Regions from separate parts of the Sus scrofa genome. Here region 1 is linked to region 2. The links are chromatin contacts, called in public HiChIP or PLAC-seq maps. All regions are on one chromosome and are shown on one strand. Each heading gives the region's core, a stretch centred on a gene start, on an enhancer-like site or on the middle of the called end of the contact. The rest is flanking DNA. Distances are from core to core; before and after follow the strand shown.

Region 1 (7,589 bases), core at 3,241-5,740, 500 kb after region 2:
CTTGTCACACGTAATATGCTCACTAGCCTCCAGAAGAGATGAAACTAGAATTTCTGCATAGAGTCTCCTCTTGTCAGGTACCATGTGAATCAAGGAATGCTTTCTAATTGCTAGAGTTCTGTGCAACGTTCCTTTAAAAAGCCATGGGTCAAGGACTCCCTTCTAGCTACCGGCTAAAAAAGTACCACTAGAAAAAAAAAAAAAGAAAGAAAAAATAAAAGTACTACTGAGAACAGAAGCAACAAAGAGAACTTTTGGCTTTTAACGTGCACGCTCTAAACCCCACGTGCAAAGGCAGGCCTTCAGCAAAAGTCACTGCCCCTGCCCCCCCAGATCACCAGTGCCCTCAACCCTGGATTCTGCACAAGCGGGCAGGCTCACTGACTCTTAGAGAGGTCTGCCAGGATTCTTGTCTTTCCCAAATCCAACTACAGTCACTGAAGCTTTTGAAGAGCCAAAAGTCACACATGTACTTGGTTTTTTTTTGCGGGGGGGGGGGGGTCTGCTTTTTAGGGCCGCACCTGTGGCATATGGAAGTTCCCAGGCTAGGGGCTGAATCCAAGCTGTAGCCCCCAGCCTACACCAAAGCCACACCAGATCTGAGCCGTGTCTGCGACCTACACACAGCTCACAGCAACGCTGATCCAGGCCAGGGATCAAACCTGCAACCTCATGGTTCCCAGTCGGATTCGTTTTCACTGCGCCACAACGGGAACTCCCACACATGTACTTGTGATCATTCTTTTTTTTTTTTTTTTTTTTTTTTTTGCTTTTTGCCTTTTCTTGGGCCGCTCCTGCGGCATATGGAGGTTCCCAGGCTAGGAGTCAAATCGCAGCTACAGCCGCTAGCCTACACCAGAACCACAGCAGTGCAGGATCTGAGCCGCATCCATAGCTCACGGCAACACCGGATCGTTAACCCACTGAGCAAGGGCAGGGATCAAACCTGCAACCTCATGGTTCCCAGTCAGATTCATTAACTACTGAGCCACCATGGGAACTACCCATTCTTTTGACTTCCTAGCCTTCACTTCGCTCTCCTGCTTCCAGAGGAAAGGCTAGGAGGTGGATCCAGGCGTGCTAAGCCCTAGGCCACGAGGCTTTCTCCACAGGAAATGGCAGCTGACATTTCCCACAAATTAAACACTGCCAGTGGGGTTTATGGGACTGTTTGTCCACAGACTGGTGGAGGGGTGTTCGTCGCGGCTCTTTCACCTAAAAAGAGGTCCCCTAGGAAAGCTAAACACTGGGAACATTTTGAGCTAATAAAACAACTCTAAGGCAAGCGTGGGCTCCGAGAAAAGCAGGCTTGATGGAAGCAGGGAGTCTGCCTGGGGCGGAGGGGGTGGGGGGGTGCACGCTGCAGGGCTTACTAGCTGGATGACCTTGGGCAAGTCATTACATCTTCTTGGTTCCCAGCATTCTTATCTGGAAAACTGGGGTTGTGGAAACTACAGCAACAATCAATCATCCCCTACATGGTTGTGAGATTCACCGAAATATCAAGTAACACCAGACGAGACTCCAGGCTCAGCCACTGTTTCCCTGACTGAGAAGATAACTACAGAAAAAAAGTAAAGCCATCGACCAGCAACCTAGGAATGGCCCCTGAAACATCAGACTGCCTACCTGAAGATCAAAGATGTAATGAGATACAGCTTTGCTTTAAAAAAATAAATAAAACACCTCAATTTTCTGTTGGTCGGCTGTCATGATCTGGGTAAGCATCATTCAATCAGAGAAGTGCCAAAAGTCAGAGGTTAGGCTAAGAGCTGAAGCTCCGTGGCTCAACAAGATGATCTTTCTCACCCTCGGGGAGCTTCTGACCATGCAGGATTTACAAAAGGGCTGATTTCACAATACACACACACAGCACAGTGGCCCTTTCTCTTCGACACCTTTGAATTTACTCTGTAGTCTATTACATAAGAGTCAGTGACAAAAGTAAATGTACTACTTGAAATATCTCACGCCAAGTCCCCATCTGCTCTCTTCCCATCTCTCTCCTTCGCTGCCTCTTTGATCAGGATAAGATAACTACTGGGCTCAGTGAGAGTAGTTTCTGTGGCCTGGGTTTAGGAATACTCGGCAGTTCACAGCTCTGATCCTAGTCTGAACTGCAGACTTCACCATCATGCCCCTTTAAAGCCCACCTCTTGGGAGTTCCCTGATGGCCTAGCAGGTTAAGGACCTGGTGTTGACCCAGGTGTGCCTCAGGCTCAATCTCTGGTCTCGGAAGCTCTGCCGAGGTGCATCCAAAAAAAAAAAAAAAAAACCCACATCTTTAGTCCCTTTGGCCCAATGGGCCTCCATCAGAGAGGGTCAGCATTTGCAGAGAAAACAAAAAGCCACTGAGGGAGGAGGTTCGGGAGGAGACAGCTATCTAGCCATAATAGAAATGGGGGTAGACATACACTATTAGCTAGTACCTAATCTGAGTATCACAGTAAATTAAAACAGCTGCTTTCAGCACTACCCTCACTTCCTAGTTACCAGGCTTGCCCCAACCTCCCCCCAACACTGTCCAAATCCTTCCTTCTGCAGCGCTGCCTTTTCCTGGGAGAAAAGATGGAGCCAGCCAGCCTTGTGCCCCAAAGCTAACAGGACCAAGAAGCCACTTAGAGCAGGCCCCAGGAAGCACGCAGATAGGACGCAGAGGCTGCGATTCCCTCGAAAGTGCCGGCGTGAGGAGGGAACCAAGTGGCCTCTTCTAACATGGAAAAACAGGCTGATGGACGCTCACAAAGGACTGGCCAGCACAACACCGTGGTCCCTCCGCCCAGGCCGTACTCTAGGGGCTTCTGAACCGTAGGTTACCCCTGAAAAGGGCGAGGCCTCGCTGTCTGTGCTGTGAGGTCTGAGGTCCCAGGGAAGACACGCAGGGGCCTGGCTTTCTGCAACTGCGGGAGAAGTGGCCTGCAGGTCTGCGGCCTGGGCCCCCCGCACCCTCCGGAACCCACAGTCAGCCCACCGGGCCGGGACCAAAGCTCTTCTGCCCGGGACAACCCGCTCCCACAGGTGAGGGTGGGGTGGGGAGGTCCACTGTGAATCCCAAAGGACTATAGCCGCCTCTCTAATCCACGCGGCCCATCAACGGGGCAAATAGACCAGAGGAAAGAAGCGAGACTTGTAGAAACAAGCTAAGTGGGTTGAGAAGCTGCCCGGACCCACGAGTCTCGCTGCTCCTTCCAGAAGTTTTGGCTCAAGTTCCCAAGACCTGGGGTGTGCAGGGACAGGAAAGTGAAAAGCAGTAGGAAAAAAAGCGCTTTAGGGACCCGGAAGGAGGCGAGCGTGAGTCCCCGCCCGCACCCGACCCCGGGGTCGCCTCCGGTACACCTGCGGCGGGCGAACTGCGCACCTTGAGATAGTCGTTCTCCGAGCGCAGCTCCTCCATCTCCCGCAGCAGCTCCTCCTCCTCCGCCGCCTGCACCAGCCGGGGCTGCTCGCCCTGGCCGCGCTCCTTGGGGGTCCCAGGGACCATTCGCTCCAGCGGCGCGCGCCCCCCGGCATCCTCCACAAGGACCCCACTCGGGCTGCTCCGTCCCGCAAGGCAGGCGCTGGCGGCGGTGGGCGCGGCGAGAAGGGCAGGGGGCTCCGGGCTGCCCGGCGGCGCCCCCCGAGCTGCGCGGCTTGTTGCGGGAGCTCCTCGCAGGGGTTCCCGGTCGCTGGAGCCTGTGCCGGACTCGGCGTCGCTGCTGGCGGCAGGGAGTAGGCGCTGCTCGTCTGACAGGGGGTCGGATGGGCAGTCGGAGAGGTCGGAGCTGCTGTCGGTGTGGCTGATGCGCGAGCCGGGGGCCGGCGAGCCGGCCACGGAGGTCACGGCGAGGATCACGGCCGGGACCGGGACGGCGGGGACCAGGGGCCCGGTGGTGCGGGCGGGAGCCGCCCCGGAGCCGCGTTTGGCTTTTCGGCTCTTGGCAGCGGCGGACGGCGGCTCGGCCCCGGGAGGCGGCTTCCCTACCCGGGGCAGCGGCTCGGCGGGCACCGCGCGCGCCGCCCTCCTGGGGCCCGGAGCGGCCTTGGCGCCGCCCGCTGCCCTGGCCCCGGCGCCCGGCGGCGGCTTGTCCTTCGCGCTAGGGGCGCCGCCGCTGCGCCGGGAGAGGCGGCCGGGCGCGGCCAAGGGCCCCGGCGAGGGCGGCGCCTTGCCCGCGAGGCTGGGCGAGCGCGGGGCGGCGGGCGCCGCGGCTCGGCCCGAAGAGGGGGCGACCGGGCTGGGGCCGCAGGCCGCCCGTGCAGGTCCTTGAGAAAGGGTCTGGCAGGCGAGGGCGCGCGGTGCAGCCGCCTCCGCTCGGCCAGCGGGTGGAGGTGGTGGTGGCGGTGGTGCTGGCTGGGCGGCTGCGGCTTAGCGTCTGGGGCGCCGCCGCCCGCGGGGCCGTTCAGCGTCTCCATGGCCGGGGCCCCGGCGGCGAGCAGCAGCTCGGGCGGCTGATGCTCCAGGCGGCGGCGGCGGCAGCGGCGTGCAGCCTCCCCGCGCGCCCGCTCATCACTGTCCGCCAGCCCCGCCCGGTCTGCGCCCGGCGCTCCCGCGCCGCCGCCGTCCCCCGCACCCGGGCCCCGAGGATCCCCACGGGCTCGCAGCCGCCGTCGCCTGGCTGTCTCCCCCGGCTGAGGTCACTGCCGCTCGCGTTCTCCCGGCGCGGCGGCGCGGCGGCTCCCTGCCGCTCGCATCCCCTGCGCGCGGCGCGCCGGGCTCGCACACCCTCTCCCGTCCGGCGGCGGCGCTGGCGGCGCGCTCCCAGCTCCTGCGCCCGGCTCCCCGCCCACGGCCGGCCGGCTCCCCGCAGCGCCGCCCGCTCGGGCCTGCGCCCCCCCTTCTCGCTCCGGCCCGCCGCCGGGTGCGCATGTTCCGCCTCCCGTCAGCCGGCGCCGCGGTGGGGGCGGGGTTGCGGCTCCAGCTCTCTCCGCCCCGGGACCCTCTTCCTTTCGGAGGCCCAAGGAGACAGTGCAGGACCCAGGGGAGGGAGGGGGAGGGGCTGAGGTAAAGTGGGGCCCGGGGGCGGGCACTGCCCTCTGGGGTGGGAATAGACCGCAAGGCTGGGCGGGCCCCTCGGCGGGGCGCGCCTTGGGGCGCCCGCGTTCGCTGGGTTGAACAAGGACCCTCATGGGCCTTGTTCCAGCCCTGCCTCCAGGGCCCCCTTAGTTTTGTCCTGCCGGCCTCTCCAGCTGTGCAGTGGTAGCCACACTCCTTTAAGGACTGCTGGTTCCCAGCGCAGCTGTCTGTCGCGTGCAAAGACTCACAGTGCTCCACAGTTGGCACCCCCAGTGGCCTCTGGAGCTCAGAGGAGGAGCTGCTGTCGGAATAGTGTAAGCTTAGGGTCAGAAAGGGAACTCACGTTTACAGCGTGGGCTGCGAGTCAGGCCCTCTTAGACACTCCCCAGGCCCGGTTTCATTTAATCAGCGTAACAAGTCCAACTCGGAATTACTACTGTCTTCTTTGAGGATGAGGATGTGGGTGAGGGAGGTGAAGACAGTGGTTGTAGCCCTGTGTGCTGGCGGCGTCACAGGCCCCATCCCCACACGCTGAGAAACCGGAGCTTGAATGCCCATCCTGCTGCCGGAGAGGCTATAATATGAGCCACGGGCTTTTCAAGCCTCTGTTCCCGCCCTGTATAATTAGAAAATACTTCCACCTGAGTTTTGTGCGGCCTCAGTAGTATGAGAAAACGCTATAAACTGTAAAGTGCTTTTCAATATCATTGAGTGCAGTTTTTGTCCCAGGTGTTGGAGTATAACAGGGAAGAACCTTTGTATAGTAATCACTAAAGAGAGGTTGTCTAAAAGCTTAAATTATACCTAATGGCCCATCCTGGGAACACTGCTTCCCAGGGGATGTGCTTTAAGCTAAAACACTGCAAAGGCACATCCTGACCAGGCCCACCTGTGAATGGCCTCGGGAAGGAAGAAGTTAACACATCCCCTCCTGAACCAGGACTCTACCCCTCCCCCCTTCGGTGTAAAAGAAGCCTGAATGCTCCTTGGGGAAGATTGTTCTTGGGGGCATTAGGCCACTGTCTTCTCGGTCTGCCAGTTTTCCCAGTAAAGTCGCTGTTCCCTGCCCCAATAACGAACGTCTTGTTTCATGGGCCTGCCGTGCTTAAGCATTATGAGCTTGGACCTCTTAACAGGATGGTGGGCAATACTCAGAGGAGAAGGGCCAGGCTGCCTTCTAGACTTGGCTTTGCTGGGAGGCAGAGGCAGGCTGTGCTTATAAGTTGCTGGAGTGGGCTCGGACCCTGAGCCCAGAAGGACAGACTGGTCTTTTGGGTCCATGCCCAGGACCTGCTAGGACAGAGGCTACAGGTGAGAGGACTCCAAATCCTGAGGGTAATTTGGACACTGTCCTAGAGGCTGGGGGAGCCTTTGGGGAATGCTAAGCAAGACTGATCTTTCCTGCTTAGAAAGATCCCTAAGAAGACGGAGCTGGTGACAGGGGGCAGTTAGTGGTTGGGGCCATACACAAAGATGAGAGCAGTGGTAGTAGTAGGGAAAAGGGGACAAACTTTTGAAGATAAAAGAAAAATAGAACCTATAAGGGGAAAAAAAATCTGAAAAAGAATATATATGTGTAACAGAATCCCTGTGCTGTATACCTGAAACCAACACAAGACTGTCAATCAATAAATATACACATTAAAATAAAATATAAAACATGGAAAAATAGACTCCAAATTCTGGGATCTTAACCTTAAATCACCTTACTTGCCCACCTCCTTCAAAAAATGCAGGATAAAGTCATCATTGACACAACATTTAATAAGACCACAGCCATTTCTCATGGGGTATTTGGAGGAAAATGGCATTGGTGGTGACAACCCTGCAGAAAGGCTGACAGGTGCCCTGCCCCCAGCCCCGTCCAGCCAGCTGCCCCTAGAGGGCGCTCGGACGCTCCTGTCCAGCAGCAGATTGATCAGAAAGCGGCGTTGTGCTGCCTGCAAACTCTAGGACCCTCTCCTCCACATACCTCCAGGGACCCAGACGTCTTCAACACGCTCACATTTTTCAAGAATTATGTCCAGAACAAGCTCCTCACACCACATATAATCATGCAAAAGACCAGCTCAAATGTTTCAGTAAGCTAGTCTCCCTACAATATTAGCCAAGTGACCATAACTTATAGGCAGCTTCCTTTCCCTCAGGTCAAAGTCAAAGCCAGTGCCCTGAATGATTAGCCCGGCAATTGTTTCCCGTGGCCCCAGGCAAGGAGGCGTTTGTTCAGCCCTGCTTTGTTCCTGGAAGTCTGTGAATTAATACACAGATAACTGCTTGCACCATAGATGTTTGTACAGTCACAGGTGAGTTTAAAATAATGTTTCGCTCTTGTTAAATCAAGTTAGTCTGGGAGGAGGGATAAATTGGGAGGTTGGGATTGGCATATACACACTCCTGTACACAGAATTGATAAGGACCTGACCACATAGCCCGGGGAAATCTATTCAGTACTCTGATAGCCTATACGAGTAAAGAACCTGAAAAACAATGGATGTAGAATATTTATTTATATTTATATTTATATTTATAAAACTGATTCACTTTGCTGTACACCTGAAACTAACACAACATTGTAAGTCAACTATATTTCAATAAAATT
Region 2 (7,345 bases), core at 1,992-4,491:
AAACAAGGGGAGCCCTGAGTTAATGGTTGCTATAAGTGCTGATTGTTACTGCTGTTCACTACAGTCTTCTCTCTCTTCTATTTACGCTTAGAATCATCCACGGTAAAAAAATAAAAACAAAAACAAGAAACAACCAACTTCTCTAGTTAAATCTTTTTGTAAAATGCAAAGTGAGAGTACAGAGTATGAGATGGTGGTAACCACACTCACACAAAGGCCAGGATTCCCAGATTTTTAACTATCAGTGAGGACCAAAACATCATAAAGCAGCACAAAATGCCTCTCATCTATAGAAATCATGATCACTTCTAGTACATACACACAAATGCTTTCATGTCAGGATTACAGCCCAGAGCTAGCTGAGTCACACTTTATACACAATTCTAGTATGTGTGGCTACTGAATTTCTTAGCCAACAGCTAGAAGGGAGGCTAACAAATACAGACACACAAAAGACACAAGACTGCCAACAGTCTAAACAAGAGGAGAAAGGGGAGAACAGCTAGAAAAGACATGACGTTCACCACTAATTAACACAACTTTATGGACAATAATAACCAGTATGTGCGGTAAAAACGCCAAAGGCTTCAAGGGTCAAACAAAGGCCACGCTCCACCGCCACTTACTAGCTTCATGAACTAAGCCAATGACTTAAACTCGCTTTTCTCTTCACACAGGCTTGCCTTGACAGCTGAGAAATCACTGTCAAGTATCTTGGAAACAGAGTCTCCAATGACTGAAATCTTGAGAAACCCTGACCCAGAACCACCCAGCTCAGCTGCTCCCAGGCTCCCAACTCTCAGAAACTGTGTCAATAATAAATGTTTGCTGCATTAAGTTGCTCGGTTTGGAGTAGCTTGTTACACAGAACAGACAGCTGGTACATTATATTTGGGTAGTTTGTCTGTGATCTGACAAGCTAAATTTTTTTTCTAAATAGAGTGAGACTCTTTGCTACATAAAGTAGATTATACAAGGAAACCCTTTAATTCATCTGAACAGATGCTCATCACCTTGTAACGGCATGTTTACAAAGCTTAATATTATTTTCAGTACTGAACTTCCTGAGTCTGACCTTGCTTGTATGCAGAAGAATTCTGGGGACAAAACCCAGACCATTGTGTCATGGCTCAGCACCTCAGGCCCTGACCTACTATTCACCCTTACACTGTATTCTACAGACACTGTCTATCTGTATATATGCACTTTGTATCTGCTCTACAATATACCTGATTTGCTGTTGGTTGTGGTGGGTTTTTTGTTGTTGTTGTTGTTGTTGTTTTTGTCTTTTTAGGGCTGCGCCCATGACATATGGAAGTTACCAGGCTAGTGGTTTAATCAGAGCTGTAGTTTCCAGCCTACACCACAGCTCACAGCAACACCAGATCCTTAACCCACTGAGCGAGGCCAGGGATTGACTAGTCCTAGTGGATACTAGTCAGGTTCCTTATCGCTGAGCCACAGAGAGAACTCTGATATACTTTAATAGTAGTAAAAAAGTAGTTTTAGTCCTACCTGTATAAGGCATTTGCTCACATCACTAGCACAGAGTGCTTTGTTACAACTCAGGGACACAGGGACCCATGTCAGGAATACCAGGATGACCAGGGTAAGCATAACAACAGAGAGTGACTTCATGTTTCTTCAGAGACACTCAGTAACTCCCAGGAAGCTGAACAAACAAACAAAAAGAAAAAAAAAAACAACCTTTAATTCAAAGGCAAGGGTAAAACAAATAAACCAAGACCCATTGTTTGTTAAAAGGCAAAAGTGACTGTTTAAAAATTATTCTCAATGAAAGATGAAAGAATCAAAAAAAGCTACAATTTTATACAGTAATATCTTGTTAACCATCTTCAAAAATACAGGCTTCTGAAATTCCTCAGACTACTCAGAAATGGTGACTGAAAGTTAAAGTGAATGTGTGTGTGTATATGTACATGTTAAGCAAATAACTAGTTTCTTACCAAACTGCTACTATTCAGCTTTGATTTCAGGCCCATGATTCAACTTTAAGCCAGTAAAGACAATACTATTAATACTGTATTATAATTTTAAAACATTTTACAATATTTTAATTCTTAGAATTAAAACAAAATTTTAAAATCCAAATTATTCCAGTGTTTTATTACTCTCTCATTTTGCCTATTAATTAAGCCAGAGTAAAGCAGTTCAGTGGGAGTAGTGAATAAAAGAAGGAAGAGTAAACTTAACTGCATTAAGGACACTAATTTATTAAAATGTGAAGATATTCTTTTAATTCTAGTTATTGAAGAACATATTAAAGTCCAAAAAGAAAAAAAAAAAAAGACCAGCATAAATTCTGACAGTGGATAAACAACCCACGTGGTCATTACACTTTAAAGGAGAAGCTGTAACTTCTTGGGGTTTAAAGCGCACCCCCAAAATAGAATCAATTAAATAAATTACTGAAGTAGGACGGATAAAGGTGCTTTTGCGGGCCTTTATGGTTACTGTAAACCTTTATTCTAGTATCAGGGAGCACAGCCAGGCAAAGGCAACGAGAAGGGGAGGAGAACCCAGGGCTTTGTCCAGGACTCGGCTTCGCGAGGCGGGGAGCCCCCGGCCCCAGGACCGTTAGGCGCCCCCTTGGCTTCGCGTAACGCTGGGGGGCCGGGGGCCGCAAGCGAAGTCCAGTCTGCGGAGGAAGGCATTTCAGCATTTTCCAGAACCGTTCCCTTCCCACGGCCACTAAAAGGGGATTATTTTCCCCTCCCAAGGTCGTCTTCATCCCACTCCCCAAGTTCCCCGGAACAGGTATTCAAGGAAACGCGGCGCGGGCGCAGCAGGTAACGCAGCCTTCAAGGGGGAACAAAGCGCCGGCCCCGCATCCGCGAGCGGCGCTGACAGGAGGACGCCCGCCCCACGCCGTTCCCCGCGGACGCGGCCCAGGCCGCGCGGGCCCTTCCTTTCCTCCCGGCCCCCGCGGTCCGCGCGGCCTCCGAACCCCGAGCCCTGCGCCCGCCCGCCCGCTCACCGTGCGCCGCGGCGCCGCGAGGCCGCCTGGCCCTAGTCCCCGGCGTGTCGCCGCGGGCTGTGGAGGCAGGCAGGCCGCGCCTCCACGCCGTCCTCCGCGCAGCGCCCGCGAGCCTCGGCGCTGAGAGACGCAGACACCGGCCCGCCGCCGCCCCGCCTGTGCCCGGGCCCGCTTCCCTCTACCTCCTCCCTCCCTCTGCCGCCAGCTCCCGCCAGGAGGCGTCTCTCACTCCCCCCGGCGCTCCGGACTGCGCGGCCTGGCCCGCCCCTGCCTGGTCCGCCCCTGCCTGGTCCGCCACGCCCCGGCCCTACAGGCTCCGCCCCCACCAGCTCCTCCACGGCCCCGCCCCGCCGGTCCCGCCACGCTCCTCCCCGCCCGCGCGCCCTAAGGCCCCGTGGCCCCACCCCCGACTTTGGCCACGCTCTCACCCGCCCCGACAAGATGCCTCGCCACGCCCTCGACCCCCAGCCCCGTCCGCGGTTACTCCCACGACAGCCACACCCCGCCCCAGACACAGCTCCCCGGCGCCCAAGAGCGCTTTCCCGCCTCCTTCCACGCCCGCATCTCTTGCGCCTTTCAGCCGGCCTCGGCTCCTGCAGACCCTTCGGTCTAGCCCTCTTCGGATTCACTTTATCCTGGTCATAAGAGCTGGGTCCTCACAGGAACCCTGAGAAGGAGCTGGTCTTGGCTGGGTTATAGGGATGCCAGACTGAGGCACCCAGTCGGTACCCAGTACAGCTGACACCTGAACCCCTTCACGGAGGCAGGATTTATTAAAAGCTCAGACTTCTGGGAGCTGCCTCAGACCTCCGGAATAAGGATCTCCTAGAGTAGAGCTTTCGTCCAGCAGTTCACGTAGTGGGCGCCTGGCCCTGTGCTCAGCCCTGGAAGAGAGCAGGGGCGCGGGGGTGCTGACCCAGAAGGACACCGACCAGGGGACACCTGGGCAGGTGGCAGGAGAGGGCTGCTGGAGCATGTGTGACCGTGACTGACAGTTCGCATGTAGATAAAGGTGGTCGAGAATGGCCCTCTGTTCTTCCCCACAACCCTGGAAATTTGCTTTTTAAAGTTTCCAGAGAGATTCAGTTGGAGCCCACCGGGCTAAAATATCCAGAAGTACTTCCCTCTGGGAAATGCTGACTTAGAACTAAAGTCTTAAGCTGGTAGGATCTTAAGTGCCTACATCGCCCTTGCTTCATTGGAGGAAAACAGAAAGAATGGCAAGAGTTGACTGGCTGAGGGGGTGGATTGAATTATTGATGTTAGTCCGTTTTTGTACAGGAAGTAAATATACATTTTAAAAATCATCCCTGAAAATTATCTGAAAGAAATAATTGAATGAACACAAATTTATCTTTAAGGGTTTTATTCTTGGTATTGCTTACTGATTAAATGAATTATGATACCCCATGCAATGGGCTAAACCAGCTATTAAAAAATAATATGGTGGATCAGATGTTCTCAAATTTTTTAGTCTCAAGACCCCTTCACACTCGCTTATTAATCAGGGCTCCAAAGAGGTTTTGTTTACGTATGCCACATCTCAGAGTTTTGAAATTAAAACTGAGAAATTTAAGAAATATTTATTCATTATTTCATTTAAAAATAATAGACTCTGCTATATGGTAATATGAATACATAGTTTATGAAAAATAAGTATGTATATCCCAAAACAAAAAAAGTGACAAAAGTGATATTGTTTTACGTCAGTTTATTTAATGTCAAATAATAGAAGGCAACTGGATTTTCATTCAGACTGTTGCAATATTGTGTATTATGTACCCTCTAAAAAACTATACTGTGAGAGGAGAATGGAAAGGCAAATAATTTATTAGAATCAAAATGAGTAGTTTTGAGCACATGGAAAGATATTCCTAATATATCAACATCTTAAAGTAGTATATGTATTTTTCAAATGATTAATATTAAAAACTGTAGGCGTTCCCGTTGTGGCTCAGCAGTAACAAACCCAGCTAGTATCCATGAGGACACAGGTTCAATCCCTGGCCTTGCTCAATGGGTTAAAGATCCAGCATTGCCATGAGCTGTGGTATAGGTCGCAGACGTGGCTCTGATCTGGCACTGCTGTGGCTATAGCGTGGGCCAGCAGCTGTTCTGATCAAAACCCTAGCCTGGAAATTTCCATATGCTGAGCATGTGGCCCTAAAAAGACGAAAAGAAAGAAAGAAAATTAAAAACTGTGAATACTGTTATTTTAAAACGCCTGGAGAGAGAACCATGGGGTATAAAGTGTGGTTATCTCTTGTTGAGATTATGAGTGATTTTTTGTCATTGATGATTTTCTTTGCACGTGTCTGCATTTTCTTTTTTCTTTTTCTTTTTTCTTTTTACTGCCACACATGCAGCACACAGAAGTTCCTGGATAGGGGTTGAATCAGGACTGCAGCTGCCAGCCTATGTCACAGCCAGAGCACCAGAGCTGAGCTGAATCTTGTGGCAATGCCGGACGCTTAATGCACTGAGGCCAGTGACTGAACCCTCGTGCTTACCAACGTTATGTCAGGTTCTTAACCTTCTAAGCAACAGTGGGATCTCCCACCTGTTCTTATATATTTGCCTGTGATACTTTGGTAATAAGAAGAAAACACTTTTTTTATTTAAAGATCCTCTCTTTAGGGAGTTCCTGCCTTAGTGCAATAGCTTAAGAATCCAGCTCAGCAGAAAGGAATCTGACTAGGATCCTTGAGGATTCAGGTTCGATCCCTTGGCCTTGCTCAGTGGGTTAAGGCTCTGGCGTTGCCCTGAGCTGTGGTGTAGGTTGCAGATGAAGCTCAGATCTGGTGTTGCTATGGCTGTGGCGTAGGCCGGCAGCTACAGCTCCGATTGGATCCCTAGCCTGGGAACCTCCATATGCCATGGGTGCAGCCCTAAAAAACAAAACAAAACAAAAAAGAATCCAACCGCAGAAGCTTGGGTGGCTATGGAGATGTGGATTTGATACCTAGCCTGGCACAGTGGGTTAAAGGATCCGGTGTTTCCACAGAAGTGGTGCAGGTTGTAGCTACGGCTCAGATTAATCCCTGGCCCAGAAACCTCCATATGCCATGAGTGTGGCCATAAAACTTAAAAATAAAAAAGGTTAACAATAAAAAGATCCTCTTTAAAAAAATTATTGCAGTATAGTTGATTTATAATATTGTGTTAATTTTTGCTGCACAGAAAAGTGTACATACATATTATCATATATGTATTCTTTTTCATATCTTTGCCATTATGGTTTATCACAGAATATTTAATAGAGGTCCCTGTGCTATACATTAGGACCTTGTTGTTTCTCCATCCTATATAGAATAGTTTGCCCCTGCAAATCCCAAACTCTCAGCCTATCCCTCCTCCATCCCCCCCACCCTTGGCAACCACTAGTCTGTTCTCTATATAAAGATCCTCTTTGATATGCCCTAGAAGGTCAAATGCTGGCTGAGCCTCCCGGTGGACATTAAATGGTTTTGGATCTGTTTGGTAGTTTCAGAGCTGCGGGGGTGGTTTTAATGGATATTTTATTTTACCAGAAGCCTTTATGATCAGTGCAATAAAGCCTCTTTGTAAGAGCTGATGAAAGGTCAAATGTGACAGATTCACATAACCTACACAGGGATAGAGATGCATCAGTGGCTGACTCCCAGCCAACCACAGTGAAGAGGAAGTGACTTGTTTTCTGTTGCTGCTAACAAATTAGCATAGATTTACTGCTGTAAAACAACACAAATTTATTATCTTAGTGTTCTGGAGAATTGACTCCTGAGTCCTAAAATGAGGCTCGATCAGAAGAGCTGTGCTCTGCAGTTCCCTTGTGGCTCAGAGCGTTAAGGATCTAGTGTTGTCACTGCTGTTGTGAGGGTCCCATCCCTGGCCTAGGAACTTCCATATGCTGCAAGTGTGGCCAGAAGAAACAAACCAACCAACCCACAACAGAATAATCTCCCATCTCAAAATCTGCAATTTAATCACATCTCCAAAGTGTCTTTTCCCACGTAAAGCAGCATCCACAGGTTTTCCGGATTAGGATGTGGACATCTCTTTGGGCTGGGGGTAAGGTGAGTGTGTGAAGAGAGTTAGGGGAGGGGGCGTTATCCTGCTGTTGGATAACAAGGACTATTGCAGTGTGAACGTCTGGTCTAGAAGTTACTCTTGTAGGTGGTGGTTCTACACTCTCACCTCTGGGTCTCCCTCGCTGGTGCCAGTGAGTCCCAGAAGACAGGGGCGCAGGGGAGCCCTCCAGGCTGGTCTGGGCTTCTTGTCGCTGTTCCCTACAGGAGGCAAGATAGGGAGCCTGCCTGGAGGAGGCATCTAGCCTGGGACAGGAAAACTACTCTATGTCTCAGGGAA

The links. HiChIP or PLAC-seq counts read pairs in DNA pulled down with a chosen protein or histone mark.
Region 1: an H3K27ac HiChIP or PLAC-seq map of alveolar macrophages shows a contact between it and region 2. The contact joins the promoter of MTCL1 here to the promoter of TWSG1 in region 2. A contact is called at or near these places in 1 of 47 Hi-C or Micro-C datasets (embryonic fibroblasts) and 1 of 2 datasets of contacts at active chromatin or transcription factors (alveolar macrophages).

What each region holds. Positions count from the first base shown.
Region 1 is chr6:99,174,080-99,181,668 of Sscrofa11.1, forward strand. MTCL1 (microtubule cross-linking factor 1) reads right to left here and starts at 4,491. Exons shown (of 16, transcript XM_021096066.1): 1 at 4,215-4,491; 2 at 3,359-4,212. The coding sequence starts at 4,389.
Region 2 is chr6:98,675,081-98,682,425 of Sscrofa11.1, forward strand. TWSG1 (twisted gastrulation protein homolog 1) reads right to left here and starts at 3,242. Exons shown (of 5, transcript XM_003127831.4): 1 at 2,999-3,242; 2 at 1,516-1,672. The coding sequence starts at 1,638.